Linked DNA regions of Mus musculus: region 2 is linked to region 1. The links are chromatin contacts, called in public promoter capture Hi-C maps. All regions are on one chromosome and are shown on one strand. Each heading gives the region's core, a stretch centred on a gene start, on an enhancer-like site or on the middle of the called end of the contact. The rest is flanking DNA. Distances are from core to core; before and after follow the strand shown.

Region 1 (4,166 bases), core at 1,192-3,691:
TACAGGGGGAGAAGAGTGAGGCAAGAGCATCTTACTAGTGTTATAAAAACAGCTTTGGAGAGCAATGAGGGTGGGAGGATCACTGAACATGCCCCAGAGCACCCCTCACAGACCTGCACATTCTATTTTGAGGATTTCAGCTCTCTGCTTTCAGTTGTGACCTCCAGTTAACTCAGCGCTCCTCAATGACAATTACTGTCAAGTCATTTTTTTATTATTGTGAAATATAATACACGCGTAGGGTAGTTGCTTTGCGAGCCAGATTGCTAAAAAGAACAATGGAGCTCAGACTTGGTGGTAGTGCCCCTGTCTCCTGCTTAGAATCCCCCAGTGAGGGGTTAGGGTGTGGCTCAGTGGCAGAGCCCCTGCCTAGAATGCCCCAGTGAAGGGCTGGGGCGTGGCTCAGTGGTAGAGCATCTGCCTAGAATCCCCCAGTGAGGGGCTGGGGGCGTGGCTCAGTGGTAGAGCCCCTGCCTAGAATCCCCCAGTGAGGGGCTGGGGGTGTGGCTCAGTGGTAGAGCCCCTGTCTAGAATCCCCCAGTGAGGGGCTGGGGGCGTGGCTCAGTGGTAGAGCCCCTGCCTAGAATCCCCCAGTGAGGGGCTGGGGGTGTGGCTCAGTGGTAGAGCCCCTGTCTAGAATCCCCCAGTGAGGGGCTGGGGGCGTGGCTCAGTGGTAGAGCCCCTGCCTAGAATCCCCCAGTGAGGGGCTGGGGGCGTGGCTCAGTGGTAGAGCCCCTGCCTAGAATCTCAATATCACAGTGAAGAGCTGGGGATATGTATGGTTCTGGTTGAGTTTGTCCCAAATTCAATCCTCTGTGCTATAAACACAATAAAACAATAAGAAATAAATAAACCCTCTCTCCTGACAGTTACAGCAAAGTCCTCAGAGTTAATCTTCACTATACTAGTTTGGTTCATATATCTTCCCAAAACTGGTAATCACTGTGGCCAAGGAAGTCCTACAGTGATTGGCTCTGTCTGGATTTTGCCTTCTTCCCTGGAGTTGCTGATAGCATGGATATAGTCAGATTTATTCAAATAAAATCAACTGAAACTAAATGGCATGGGAGCTGGGCATAATGGTACACACCTGTAATCCACTTGGAAGGTGAAGGCAGGAGGATAGAAGTTCAAGGCCAGCTCTTGCTGGCCAGTCTTGACGGGGTTACATGAGACCCCATCTGAAAATAAAATGGAGAAGAGGAGGAAGAAAGAGGAAGGAGAAAGAAGAGGAGAAGGAAGATGGAGAAGAGAAGGCAATGGGAGGAGACAGCTTACTATTTTCCTGAGTTGAGGTGGGGAGCCATGTGGATTTTTAGAGGAGAATTTTTTTAAGTTTTTTATTACATTTTACGTGTGGTGTGTGTATGTGTGTGTGTGTGTGTGTGTGTGTGTGTGTGTGCGCGCGTGCGCGCAGATAAATCAAAGACCTTGCCTTCCACGATGTGGGGGGAGGGGGGAGGGCCTGGGGATTGAACACTGGTCTTCAGGGTTGGCAGCAAGGGCCTTAAACCTGGAGCCAACCGTCTAGCCGAGAAGAGCACTCTAAAGAGAGTGCGCAGTTATGTGTGAAAGTCCTAAGATGGAGCTTGCCCAATAACTCAAAAACAATAAATCCATTTCTGCCGCAGTGTAGAGTGTACCCAAACCTGCATACGGAAGGAACACTGCTCCTTCACCCCTGTCCTTAGTGTCCACGCCCTCTCCAGCCTACACAGGAACTTCCTTCCTCTTCCTTACCCAGCTGTACCGTCTTCCACCTGTCCATGTCACTGCGCACGTATCTCTCATCGGTTCTCTGTTCCCTTTACAAGTGGGTGTGATGAAGCTAAAGCATATTTACTTGACAGAAGCTTAATTATTCATCCGCAGGAACCTGCACAGGGAGTTAAGAGAGGCCACGGGTCAGGATGGGGTGGAGACGGGTGGACAAGGAAGATTCTGGGAGGCGGGGTCCACAGTGGGGCCACACAGTGGAGGGACATGGGGTATGGCAAAGAAAGGGGTTATGAAATACAGGTGAAGTAGAGTTCGGGGTGGAGAGAAGTGGGGACTTGGTACGTCAAGAAAAGGACAGAGCGGGAGAAAGGAGAGGGGGTTGGGAAAGGTGGGAGTGAAGGCAGAGACTGCGACAGGAACTGGGACACAGAGAACAGTGAATCAGATGGTTCAGAAGTGTACATATGGAAGTTCAGAGACTGGAGGGAAATCACGCCCGGCGGGCTCCGGACTGCCAAGGAAGTCTGGGGCAGGGGCGTGGCTGGGGGTGTGCATTACATCGGATTCCCCAACCCCTTGAAGTTCCAAGTCTTCTCCTTTAGTCCCTCCTCCTTCTCGGGAGCAACAAGCCCACCTTCCAATCAGAGCCGCGGGCTGGGCAAAGACCAGCCAATGGAGTGGCAGAGGTGGAGCTGGGGAGGGGGCTCACACAGGCAGGGGAGGGGGACGCTGGGCATCGAGGGCTCTGGAACCGCGAAGGGCGAGCCATGGCGTTGGGGCTGCAGCGCGTGAGGTACAGGGCTTCGGGGATAGGATGGTGGGGTCTGGGGGCTCTCTTTGACGGAGCTTTAAGGGAACCCCTCATCTCTGGGGTGTGGCTCAAGTTGAGGACACTGTGAGGCGCCCGATTGGGGACACATCCCGATGCACCCTCCACCTTAGAGGTTTTCAGGGTATCAGGGATTTACCCCCAGAGCTCCAGCTGTCCCGCCCCCCTCCCCTGGAACTGCTTTGGGGTTATGAGCTGCAATTTCCAGATACATCGGGTTCAATCCTCCATCTGGCTGGGGGTGAAACTCCAAGTTCCTTATGGATTGGAGGTGGTCGCGTTTGAGCAAGGAAGACTTCTTCCAAAAAAGTCTTTTCCTCCAAATCCCTGAAAGGAGTCTTCCTTGGCAGTCTAGCTCTTGTGGTGTTAATAAGGGATCCCCAAACTGGAGTTTCTAGGGAGTCCCTGAAAGACACTATTTCTGAATTCCAGGAGAGAGGTTAATTTTACCATGCCCTTTCTAACAGTCTCCCAAGCTTCAAAATGCTCTAAAATGACATGGGGATAGGGAGGTCCTCATTAGAGGCTGTGTGGGACCTAACCAAGGTCTTTTTGCCTTTCAAAGAGTGGAATGATAGCTGGGGAAGGAGATTCATGCCTGTAAACCCAGCACTTGGAAAGCTATAGGAGATTGATGCTTTCAAAGCCAGCCTGGCCTACATGGCAAGTTCCAGACCAGCTTTGGTCTACATTTTCTTGTCTCAAAAAACAGCATTAAATAAGTAGGGTCGCTCCTTTTCAGTACCAACAGAACAAATCTGAGCCACTTCCTGCGATCTGGTTCTGTGTCAATTTCATCTGCCTGGACCCAGTCTGTAATTGAGGGAGGAGGGCCCCACCCAAACCCTATTTGAGAGACATCCTTCCGAAAGATGCCCTGGCTAATCAAGGGAAGGCAGCGCCCTCCTGTGGCTGGACACAGCTGGGGTTATCCTAGGAAGAAGCGGGTTCTGTGTTCACCTTGCAACAGGTGCAGAGGCTTTGGGACCATAGCCAGTGGAGCCCATTTCGCCAGGTTGCCACGGGAGACCCCAGAAAAATTTCCTAGACTCTTGGTATTCCCTGTCTAAATTGGGGCATCCCTCAAGCCTCACCCCTGTCCCTCCTCCCTGGCTTCCGAGATCTGATTGGTTTTTCTCTACACCCAGTTTTTACCCCCTACCTCAACCCACCCAGGCTCGCCCTTTTTCTGGCCCTGTCTGGCCCATCTATTCCAACTTCTGGCCCTGAGCCCACCCGGGAACTCAGTCCCCACCCCTTCTAGGCCATCCCTGGTGCCGCTCGTGACAGCGCCCCTTTATGGTTGTGTGAGGGCCCTCTCCTAACTTAACTAGGGTGTCATCGCTCCCCCCCCCCCACTCCTCCTCCCGTTAGCACCCAAGGCCAGCCCTTTCCTGTGGTGTCATCCCACGCGGCCGCACATCCAACTTGCACCCGCCTCACAGCTGAGCTCCGGGCCCCTCCTGCACCCCCAGGATGACAGTTGGCATCAGAGGGGGCTTGGGTGAGGGTGAGTGGTTACCTCTGGCGCCGTGTGCCCCTTTCTTTCTTCTAGCTTCCGTCTCCAAGCCATCTTACTCTTTGTGGGGAGTATTCATAGGAGATCAAGAATGAGCAC
Region 2 (4,628 bases), core at 1,141-3,640, 1.9 Mb before region 1:
CTACCAACAGCAGGAAAGCCAAGCCAAGAAAGGAAAAAGAAAGGAGGGGCCCAGGAACCCCAAACACCCTCTCTGACAGGAGCCACAAGCTCTCTCCCCCCACCCACAATGTATCTACCCCAGGGGACCCATCTGGGCAGAGGAAAGGGTATATACATAGGTTAGGGTGGTACAGGGTTGGGTGCGGTAGGGAATAATTTATCCGCAGATGCGGTGATGGTTAAGGGGGAGGGGAAAGAAGCCTGGCAGTGGCAGCCTAGGGGTCTCTTTCTTTCTTGACCTTGATGTCACCAGCAAGAATAGTAGCGATCTCGCCCTGCATGAAGGCCCAGGGGACAGAGGAACCCACCAGTGGACATTTGTCTCCACTGGGGCAGTACACCTCTCCGGCTGGGCCCTGTGCCTTGATAAACTCTCGGGAGCAAGGAAAGCAGAACTTGTGTCCGGGTACCGAGGGACACTGCACGAAGTGGGTGTCTTCCAGCCTTTCTCTGCACAGGGTACAGCACAAGGGGGCTCCAGGGGTCGCCCCTGTGCCGCTACCACCCCCGCTGACAGCTTCAGCCCCGGCAGTGGGGCTGACTTCTGCCTCTCCATTGCGTGCCACCAAACGATGCTGGGCCGGTGGTTGGGTTGTGGAGGAAGCCGCGGGGCTAGCACCCCCTGCGCGGACAGAGCCTCCACCCCCACCAGGGTCCTTGGGTGAGTGGCCCAGAGCCTCGGCCACATTCTTGAGGGCAGCAATAGGTGAGGGCACACCAGGGGTCTCTGAAGAGTATGGACCGCCTGGCGCCACCCAGTGCCGCTGTTGCTGCTCCTCCGTGGTCATCTTCCCAGCTGTCTCGCCCTCGGGCTCAGGGGATGCTTTGCGACGGCGTGGAGTGGGCGCCAGGTTTCGGGATGGGGCTCTTGGAGGTGGGCCACACAGAGCAGCAGGGGCCGGTTCTGGGTACTGCTGGGGCAGGGCCTCCGCAGGAGCAGGCTCTCGGAAGCTGCGGACCCCATCCGTAAGCAGCTCTCCTAACTGGCGCCATTCCCCTGAACCATGGCGCCGTTCATACTCGAGGTACTTGAAGCCCGATGAGGCCAGGGCCTTCCCTGGCTCTCGAAGAGCATCATGAAACATCTGGCGAGCCACTGCAAGGACCCCCGCGTAAACATTGCCAGAACCACAGGGGTATTCGGTGAAGAGCTTCAGCTCGAACTCATAGCCCGGAGGGCGGGCAGTGGCATCAAAGGCGAACACCCGTCCCACCAGCCCGTGGTCCTTCTTGAATCGAACATTGAAAGGGGCACAGGCGGACAGAGCCAGTAGCTGTTCCCTTACAGCCTTGGGACGCCCATGCCACTCCTCCGCCCGGCCCCGCATGGCCTCGTTCAGTTCTGCCAAGCAGTCCGCATTCCTCTGCTGCTTCTCCTTCTCGAAATCGGAGCCGAAAAGTGGACGAGCGGGGCTTAAGCCAGGTGCCAGCGTCAGAGCTCGGCCTCCAAGGCCAGACACTGCAGCTGCCAGCAGCCCGGGGGGCATCAAGCTGGGGATGGAGCCAAGCAAAGCCCTGCGTGCCCCTTCCGCCACGGCCTCCTCGCGGCCCAGCCCGTTGGCCAAGCGGGACCCCAGGGTGTACTCCAAAGCCGGCGAAGGCAGCGCCAGGCGGCTGGATGAAGTAGCCCTGTCATAGCGGTCCGGGCCTGAGACGCTACCGCCGGTCCCCGATGGCTGCGCCTGGGCCTGCGGGGGTGGCAACTGGGAGCCCTGGGAGCCCGTGGAGGCTAGGTCCTTGGAAGTCGGGTGCTTGAGAGCCGGGGGTCCGGGCGAGCGGCCCTCGGGGAGCACGTGGCTGCGCTTGAGCTGGCGGGCGGCGTCGATGAGCAGCTCGATGCGGTCCGCGCCCTCGAAATTCACGCACCCGCGGCACACAGCCTCGCTGAAGTCCCACACCATGGCCCACGGCATCTTGGGCAGGTCGCACAGGTAGCACCACTGGCGGCGGGACGCTTGCACGGACGCCATGGCGCCCCCCGGAACGCCGCCAGGTGCCCCTGCTGTGCACCCGCCGCCCACGTTCGCTCCGCCGTGCCCCGGGACGGGCGCGCGAGCCGCTCAATCCGGCCTCGGGCTCGGCCTCCCCGCCGGATTCAGGCCCGGCCCCCCTTCCCCGCCCCCTGGGCCCTCAGCCTTTTTTTTCCTCTCTCTCTCACTCCCGCCTCCGGTGGAAAAGGCAAGCCACGAGCACGCACGTCGGCGCCCCCGTCCGGTCCGCGCCGTGAGCCGCGATGCACAGCTCCAGCTCCTCGATGGGCCTCGGGCGCCGCCGCCCCAGGCTCCCGCCGCTCCGCTCGCGCCGCCGACGCCGCTGCAACGGCCGCCGTCGCCTCCACCTCCTTCTTCTGCCCCAGAGGCCGCTTCGCAGGGAAAGTTACATAACGCGCGGGCAAAGCCTTCTGGGAAATGTAGTCCCGTCGGGGCTGCTTCTTAAAGGGGACTGGGTAGAAAGCAGTGGCGGGAAAAGAGGGCGCGCGCTGGTCTGGGTGCTTAATTTTCACTGTGCCTCGCCAGGAAGCTGGGGTTCGCACACAGGGTCCATGGAGTGGGTAATGGTTTCATAAATGCTCGGGTGGCCAAGTTGCTGTGGATGCAATTTCCCCCCTTTCCCCGCCCCCTCTTTCTTTCTTTTTTTTTTTTTTAAACAATCTTTTTTTTTTTTTTTTAGATTTATTTATTTATTTATTTATTATATGTAAGTACACTGCAGCTGTCCTCAGACACTCCAGAAGAGGGAGTCAGATCTCGTTACGGATGGTTGTGAGCCACCATGTGGTTGCTGGGATTTGAACTCCTGACCTTCGGAAGAGCAGTCGGGTGCTCTTACCCACTGAGCCATCTCACCAGCCCCCCCTCTTTCTTTCTTAAGACTTAGATTTATTCTTTAGCTCAGGTTGGCCTAGAAGGCTAGCCTATGTAGTCTAGGCTGGCCTCAAACTTGCTGCAATCTCCCTGCTTCAGCCTCCTTGTGGGTTTACAGTCCCGACACCATACCCAGAAGCCGGAAAGCAGTTTCTGCTCTGATTTGCTGAGCAGTTCTAGAAGAGTCTTGCCCTCTCTTAGAATCCCGCCCCTTCAAGAAGGGCCAATAACCGGTTAGAAAGGCAGCAGCTTTGGGGGAATTGGGGCGGAGAGGCTCTGATTGGACGGTTTCAAGGGGATGGTTTCAGGCAACTCTTGGAGAGTAGTGTCTACTTGGCAGTTTGTCCTTCCCAGTGTCTTAGGTACTAGCCTCAAGGGCGGCCCAGAGGCTACAGGATGATAAGACTGTAGGCTTCCGAGCCAGGCGGCTGCCTTAGTTTCCTCATCTGCTAAAGAACGTTCTCTGAGCCTGCCAATTCTGCTCCAGCTGTGCACGTATTTGGTCTCTAAAGGGTTACAGAGTTGGCTTCTCGGTACACCTCCAATTTCACTACAATTCCCAAAATGCTCTGCGAGATGGACGCACTGACGTACTTCCTCTGCTTGGAAGCTTGGGGGGGGAAGGCCTTCCCGATTCTTGCCCCCCCCCCTTGCTAGCAGGGAATTTCGCCCTCTCCCTCCACCCCCACCCCCCAGGTTAGGGGGCTCTTATTACTCTTATATTTGGAATGAGGAAGCCAAGAGGAGATTGCTGGGAAGGGCAACCCCAAACCTCCAAGTGCTTAATGGCCTGGTGGGCCCAATCGGCTGTGGGCACCCCATGTTTTTAGCTTTTTTGGGGGGGTGGGGGGAGCTAGGAGAAGCGACATATGTCTCCAGGACCTAGCTCACATCAGCCCTTTCCCCTCACTTGGCCTGGATCCCCGCTGGTGGTCTCAATTCCCCCCCCCCCCCCCAGTGTCTTCTTTGCGTTCTTCCAGGTTTGCACTTAGTGGAGGCTTGGTGGTTTTCTCACCCCCACCCCAGAGTAGTCACAGCAGCCCTGGCTTTCTATTTCAGCGTTACAATTTAACTACCACCTGCATTACTGTTTTAACACTTCTCCCTTAAACAAATTGCCTATTTTTATCGTTTCCTGGGAGATACTATGTTCACAACCATAGGTTTCCTGTACTACTGTTTATTTACTTTCTCCTGCTTATACGTGGTACTGGGATGGAATCCAGGGCCTTATGCTAAGTGCTCTAGTGCTGAGATGTACTACCAGCCTGTATTTTTAATTTTGAAACTGGGCCTCACTAGGTGGTCCAGGCTGGCTGGCCTGAGCTCTGGGTCCTCCTTCCTTAACCTCCTGGGGGCTGAGATTTCAAAAATACATTAACCATGCCTGGCTTTATTTATTTTTCCTTTTTCTAACGATAGGTCTCTGAAGCACAGGTTAGCCTTGAACTCACAGCAAGCCTCCCTAGTACAGGAATGGCAAGTATGAGCCATGATCCCTTGATAGGCTCTTTAAGGCTGTAAAAGCCTATTTTTCGTTCTGCCCCGTCTCTGTCCTTGCCTGAGTTAACTACCCAATTACTTTATTGAACTGCTCTTAACAGACCTAGATAAACTCTGTTTGTTGCAACCTTCAAGTGTGTGCTTCTGCACCAGGGTTAGTTAAGGCTTTTAGAGGGGCAATCACCTGCCTCAAGTTCAGGAGGCATGTCCTCTGGGGCGG

Evidence for each region. Promoter capture Hi-C pulls out the DNA fragments that hold promoters and counts their contacts.
Region 2: a promoter capture Hi-C map of hippocampal neurons shows a contact between it and region 1, with 9 times the contacts expected there. The contact joins the promoter of Irf2bp1 here to the promoter of Hif3a in region 1. A contact is called at or near these places in 9 of 39 promoter capture datasets (the 3T3-L1 cell line, the C10 cell line, the HPC-7 cell line and 4 more), 3 of 484 Hi-C or Micro-C datasets (the AML12 cell line, hematopoietic stem and progenitor cells and nephron progenitors) and 7 of 115 datasets of contacts at active chromatin or transcription factors (astrocytes, embryonic stem cells, forebrain and 2 more).

The regions. Positions count from the first base shown.
Region 1 is chr7:17,060,702-17,064,867 of GRCm38.p6, reverse strand. It overlaps Hif3a (hypoxia inducible factor 3, alpha subunit), which reads left to right and starts at 2,441. Exons shown (of 15, transcript NM_001162950.1): 1 at 2,441-2,512. The coding sequence starts at 2,487.
Region 2 is chr7:19,001,820-19,006,447 of GRCm38.p6, reverse strand. It overlaps Irf2bp1 (interferon regulatory factor 2 binding protein 1), which reads right to left and starts at 2,390. Exons shown (of 1, transcript NM_178757.4): 1 at 1-2,390. The coding sequence starts at 2,011. The coding sequence ends at 257.